Linked DNA regions of Gossypium hirsutum: region 1 is linked to region 2. Evidence: chromatin contacts called from public Hi-C data. All regions are on one chromosome and are shown on one strand. Each heading gives the region's core, a stretch centred on a gene start, on an enhancer-like site or on the middle of the called end of the contact. The rest is flanking DNA. Distances are from core to core; before and after follow the strand shown.

Region 1 (3,495 bases), core at 459-2,958, 210 kb after region 2:
TAATTGAAGTTTTCGCATTCCCTCCTAGAGCAGGCTGGAGTATGCGGGTTAATTTACTATCACGATAAGGAATATGTGCCCTTTACATGTCAATAATTCATATAATTAGAACATAGTTATTCGATACAGATAAGTTACTTCTCACAGGATAAGCAAAACAAGTACCTTCGTTTTGCACTATCACTAAGTTTGTTAATTACATTACCAAGAACCATTAAGCTCTTGTTAATATACTTTCCTTCCTTCAAACGTACTCCACCAGTTCCAGTCTTAGCAATCCGCTCAGAACCAGCCAAATCAACCAAATTCTGCTTTCAATTAAAGGAATTAAAATAACATTCATAAAACTAATGGGACAAGGTATAAACTAGATAAAAGGGGGGAAAGTCTATAGTAATATAAGGTACATACCAAAACTGAGACGCGTATGGCATCACTGATTGAATAATCACCAAAAGAGCCCGTATCCTTTCCCTTGCTTTCTATCACCTAGTAATGTAAAATAAATACAACGAATATTAAAAGTAAAATAGTAATATTCATGTTCAACAATATGTTAAAAGACCATACCACTCTGAATATTGTATGAGACCTACTACTTCGTGCATTCATATTTGTCTCACCAAAATGCCTATTAACTGTAAGGAAAATGATTTAAACAAATTATTAAAAATAAACAACTACCCAGTTAAACCAATGGCAAAAATAAGAAGTTTAAAGGACCTTCTCCAGACTCCAGGAGCTTCATCACTTGTTCAGCATTGTTCACAATTTCCTCCCTAAGACCCGCAACGAAAATCCCACGCTAAAACAAACAAGAAAAAATCAGTTAGTTTTGAGCATTATGGTACACATTTGATACTGCATCAAAGTTTAATCAATGGCTGACCTCTAAATTCTCATGAATCTGCAATTTCTGATTCTCTACAGCAAAAAGGTCGTTAATTTCTTCATTGTAAATTTCCATGTAGGAAACTCGGATGAGAAACTCTCGATCAGAAATCTGGGAATTCAATTCAACAACAAGAAAATCAAAGCCAAAGCTTCTAAAATATATCGTTAACTGCTTCGGGAAAGAACCAAATTTCGTTAAATTACCATATTTATTTTCTGAAATATATCGTTAACTGCTCGATGAATAATTCCGGGATCGTTAGATGAACCGTTCATAGTGAAGGTCTTGCCGCTGCTTGTTTGCCCGTATGCAAAAGCCGTTCCTAAAACATAAATAAAATTGTAAATCATATACAAATTAATCAATTTTTATACCAGATCATCAAAATTAGGGCTAAAAAAGGGGATAAAATGTAAACCGTTAAAGCCGTCGACAGCAGCATGAATAATATCCTTAGTAAGAAGCTCGTAAATATCTGAATTCGAGCAATTCTCATCGAAGACATGATCTAGAAACAAAAAAAAAAAACACTTCAAGGAATGAGAATTGGAATTGGGAAGGTAAAAAGGATTTGGGAAATGAAAATTTACCGAAAGTGTAAGAAACGCCGGAAATTGGGCTGCCGTGGAGCTTGTGAAGAGAGATTTGATTATCATCGACTCCCCAGAAATTTGAAGAAGAATTTTCATGGCAAATTGGAGGTCTTACTCTCACTGCTACGCAGATCTTCTCCATTTTCTTTTTAAACGTTGAGTTGCAGAGCGAGAGCTAAGGCGGGATCTTTATGCATTGTGAAAACGGGGGAATTTGTATTTGAATGTTTTGGATTGACGGAAATGCCCTTAAAATGGAGGATTGGATGGGTACTCGGACCCTAAAGAACATGTCTACTGGCCCAGTTTCTTTGGGCAAGAGAATAGCCCACATGCCTCAGTTGGATGATTGTATCAACCTTACGAGAAGCCCATGTAATTTCCAAGGGCCAGCTTAGATACTTTCCACTTTTGTAGTTCTTAATGGTATAGAATACAACATAATTGTGGAAGAAAGTTCGATCAAAATTAAATATTTAAAATGGATAATGATAAAATTTCTCGATATTTCTACTTTCAAAAACAAAGTTAATTCTAACTAGAGTGACACGTGGATAAATTTTATATTGCCACATGGCTTGGCATTTTTTTTTGGTTAGAAAAATGGTTAATCAATCAAGTCTAAGGACTTGAAAAAAAATTATATCAAAGAATCTATGAAAAATGCCAAAATTAGCATATCTATTTTTAACAAAAAAAAAAGATGAAAAATATTTTATTAAAGCAATTAAATTAAATTAAAAGTAATAACAATTTTTATTTTCTTTCACGATAATCCCTAGCCTCTGCCTTTACGTCATTGTTTAGCCACCGTCCGTCCTTCATTCAAGTCGAAAAAGGGACCGAAAGATTTACCGCTTCCTTTGCTTTCTCTCTTCATCACAAAAACTAGTATCGGCGAGCCTGTGGCCATCATCCCATAACCCTTATCAAAGAACTAGTGTAGCCGATTTTTTTTTATTTTAACTGAAAATTGCTCTACCCTATTTAAACCTTCTTTTCCCCAAAAACAGCTTTGAATCCCCCAAATCTACGGTTGAAACCTTAAAATTGAAAGAAGTTCCTATCTCTACCGTCCACCATAAAATCTCCTCTATTCAGAATATGTGCTTTTCCATGACCCTAGCTCCGTCACAGTTAAGATTTGAGAGATAGCATTGGAATCGACCCTAAGAAATATAATAGATACACATTAAAAGATTTATTAAAGTATAGAGGTAATCAAAGAACCTTTTTTTCATTAATATTTGACAACTTCTTATTATATTTTGATAGGTCTACTTCGGTTATAACAAACGTTAACTAAACATGTTAATGCCAAACTTCTGTTATTAATGAATTCATTCCAGATTGGAGAAGAGACATAGGAAAACGAACAGGGCTTTGAATCCTTAAGTATCATTTTTCTTGCCAATGAAGCCTTCGGCTTACATTATTTAATTGATTTTTTAGGGTAAACTATATAGATTGTTACTCAATTATTAGTTTATTTTTGTTTTGGTCATTCAAATTTTACTTTTATTTTAGTCACTAACATTATCGAAATTTAATATTTTAGTCACTCCTCCATTAAATCACTAACATAATATTGACATAGTATGTTTATAGACATAATAACAAATTTAGCCCTATAATGTTTATAAGTTCTATCAATTTGATCCTAATTCTAAAAAATTCAACAGATTTATCCTTCAACTCTACACATTCTGCCAATTTAGTCTTAATTCTTAAAAATTTAAAAATAAAAATAAAATATTTAAAAATTCATTTTCAATAAAATGATACAAAATTATAAATAAATACTCATTTTTCTTCTATTCTAACATGTATTTTTTTTATTAAGTAATAATTTAATAAGTAAAATATTTTTTTTCTTGTTTTTAGTTTTATTTTATATATAATAATTTATTTATTATACGTTTGACCTTATTACCCAGTTCTTGCTAAATTTGTTGAGTGCTGGGCACTACCTTTAATCACAATTATTGGCATCAACCACCCTTACTT
Region 2 (3,309 bases), core at 713-3,212:
TTTCTTTCTTCTCTTTTCTTTTTATTATTAATTTTATCAAAATAAAATTTAATTTTGAACAAAATTTTGATTTATTATTATTTTTCAATAACAGACCATCCAAATATCCACCCACCTCATGTTGAAAATCTCAAATTAATTATTATTATTTAAGTAAAATTAATTTTTAATTTAATTGTGAATCCTAACTCACATTAACTTAAATTTCGAAATTAAAAAAAAAATAAAGGTGCCCCTTAATTTTAAAATTAAATGGACAACAGTTTAACTTTAAAATTAAAATAATCATATCAAGAAAATCTAGTCCAAATAGCCAATTCGAAGCCTGAATCTAAATTATGATCCCAGAACAGAATTCAATGTCTACAATATATTCTTTAATTTCTCAAGCTCCCATACATATCAATCAATCTCCTTTAATTTTCCAAGTTCCAACCCAGTTTAAAATTATCAATTTCTATCTTTCTCTTCCTCTCTCCTTTATATATATATTTTTCTAATTTTCCCACTTCTTTCTTTACTTTTTGTTGATCTGTTCTATCATATCCCTGTTTACTCTTTTCTTTTTATCTCCATTTTTTTAATTTTTAATTTCTTTTCTTCATTTCTCTTCCCCTCTCCCTTATTTTTGGGTCACTCTCGTTATCCAATCAATCTTCCATTGAGAGTTTGCGTCAAGAAGAAAAAAATGATGGTCTCTTGGGTTGAAAAGGGAAAGGATAACGATAATCTAAGAAAATAGGAGAAAGAGAAATGAAGAATCACAACTTATTTTGGGTTAGGTGTTAAATTTTTTTCTTTGGGTTGGTTGGTTGGTCGAAAAAAATTGGAGCAAAAATCATATAAACCCGCTTACCGTTGTATACGTTTCGGGGTTGGCAATTCAATAGCGGTTCTCCGAATCAGTGTACTGGCTAGTTCCTGAGTTGACCAGTGGGTCTGCATTTAGACCTCATTTTCGTCATTGGTTAGTTTAGATTAACTCAAAATTTTAATTTCTTATGATTGTTGTTAGCTTTGTCCTTAAGTTGTCTACTGCAAACAGCATTTTGGTACTAGTTAGAAAAGAACAAAAATTTACATTTGTCATAATACATAACATTGTTATCTTGTTCAACATCTGCAAATTGTGGTCAGGTTTTATGTGGATTATGCAGTTATGTTATGTAGAATTTGTCCATTGTTGAATGAATGTAGAGGTGAGTGGTGAAGTGTGATTAAAAGAAATTTGAAGCCTTTTCAGTTGAATAGATATTGATTTGTTGCATTTCATCTAATGGGAACATTCAACAATCCCACTCAGGGAGATTCCTCGAAGATGGTAGGTTTCCTTTTAAATTGCTAGAAGCTCCTTTTTTTCATGATTCATGATGGCAGAATGTTAATTTTGCTTTGGTTAATCTCTCTATATATGTATACTTTTGCAAACACCATGTTTTAATTATATTTTATTAGTATATCACAATTGCTTTTTCATTTAATTTACAATTAACGGTGGATAATGGATACTGAGGTGACAATGTTGTAAAATTTCATATACCATTCAAGGAAAACTTGACAATTATTTTGTCATCGTTACAAAATTTGTATTAGTAGAACCATAGAAAAGGTCACATAGTAATCTTATCTCCTTTTAAATGACTATCATAGTTTATAATTTCATGGCGCAAGTATAAATTAGGTATTCATCTTTGGAAAGTAAAATTTGATGAATAAATGAATTTATATGATCGGTATTTGTATCTTTAGAATCCATAAACCCTATATTGAAATTGAAGGAATTGAGCTTAGAAAGTGGTTTCCATGGAGATTTTGACAAAACCTCAAGGTGGAAGGTGACAATTTTTTTGAGAAAATGGAGAAAAAGACAAAGAAAATAAAAAAGAAGGTGGTCAACCATGGGAGGTTGCTGCCTGTTAGAGAAGAAGGAAAATGAAGTTGATGGGGGGTTCTTTCCCCATTTAAGATTAACAAATGGGCCCAAGGTTTAAGCCCAATCTTTCGATGTCAATTTTCTTCAATACTAGGTTTCAACGATTCAAAATACTTTTGAATATCAAATATCATAATTAAATATCATAAAAGTCTCAAGAATTAATTAAATTACCGTTGCCCATCTTTGCCCTTTTAACAGTTTCTGCAGTGGAAAATTTACAATTTAATCCTTCTACTTTCAAATTTTCCCTATTTAGTCTCAAAATTGATTTCCATCATACCATTGCATATAACTTATTCTTAAATAATCAATAACAACTCACATTTTTAACATTTTGGTCAAATTGCACTTTAGTGCTCAAACTTTCCAAAATTTGTGATTCGGTCATTTTGTCATACTTTCACTTTTATATTTCTTTTCATGTAATTCCTTCTCCAATATCATATTCCTTCAATAAAATTTCTTATTTGATTCATTCCTTAAATTCTTCTCATAATTAGGGGTGAACGTTTGATTGAATCGAGCGAAAAAATTTTAAGTTAATTGAGTTGAAGAGTCCTATTTTATCATCCTAACTCCACTTGAAAATTTTTGAATCGGGTGAAATGAAGTTCGAGTCGAATCGGATAGAGTAAAATTGTTCGAGTTAAACATGCCAAATTAAAATCTTATTACACAAAATAACTAATTTCATGTTAGAGCACATAAATTTGAAGTCATATATATTTGAAAACTCTTTCAAAGCAAAATAAGAAAAAAAAGAAGATATTTTAGTATGATAAACTTAAAATTTTAATTTATTTACTTAGGTCCCAAAATTATTGTTTTAGAAAAATTAACTTTTTATATATTCTTTAGAATTTTTTATTTTTATATCTTTTTTTAAATATAAATTTTGGAAATTTTATAAATATTTTAAATTTTAAAATTATTTTGAATTATTTTGTAGTTATTGTTGAGAGAGACCAATTTGCTCATTTTCAAAATTGATTGGGACCAAAATGGTATTTATACCAATATGTTATTTGAGTTATTTGAATTATTCGAGTTATTTAAATTGTAAAATTCAACTAAACTCAAATTACTTATTCGAGTTGATTTGAAAAAAATGGATAACTCGATTCGATTAACTCAAAAATAAAAAAAAATTAATTTTTTCAAACCGAATTGAGTTTTACTCACCCCTGATAATAATTTTTTTAATATTCGAACTCGAAATTATGTCACGTGTAATATCGTAATTTACGGGACAGTATAACCCTCCCGTCCTTATGAAAATTTTGTCCTACAAATTACTGAATGTCTCTCATGAAGAATTTTGTATATCTTATTCCCTTTATTACACTTATCGGTATATAGGTTTCCATATTAGA

The links. A called contact is a pair of places that touch in the nucleus more often than the background predicts.
Region 1: a contact with region 2 is called in a Hi-C map of leaf, with 2.4 times the contacts expected there. The contact joins the promoter of LOC107910322 here to the enhancer-like site in region 2. A contact is called at or near these places in 3 of 34 Hi-C or Micro-C datasets (hypocotyl and leaf).

The regions. Positions count from the first base shown.
Region 1 is chrD02:16,928,299-16,931,793 of Gossypium_hirsutum_v2.1, forward strand. LOC107910322 (kinesin-like protein KIN-7N) reads right to left here and starts at 1,709. Exons shown (of 17, transcript XM_016838138.2): 1 at 1,486-1,709; 2 at 1,314-1,403; 3 at 1,099-1,217; 4 at 890-1,003; 5 at 724-805; 6 at 571-638; 7 at 412-489; 8 at 166-308; 9 at 1-80. The coding sequence starts at 1,630.
Region 2 is chrD02:16,719,934-16,723,242 of Gossypium_hirsutum_v2.1, forward strand. No RefSeq gene overlaps it. Among protein-coding and RNA genes, the nearest start is that of LOC121214645, 26 kb to the left of the region's middle. Within about 2 kb of position 1,963, at least 7 of the 9 cell types and tissues checked have an H3K27ac peak or open chromatin away from gene starts, as enhancers often do. A contact at or near this core is called in leaf, where this site is marked.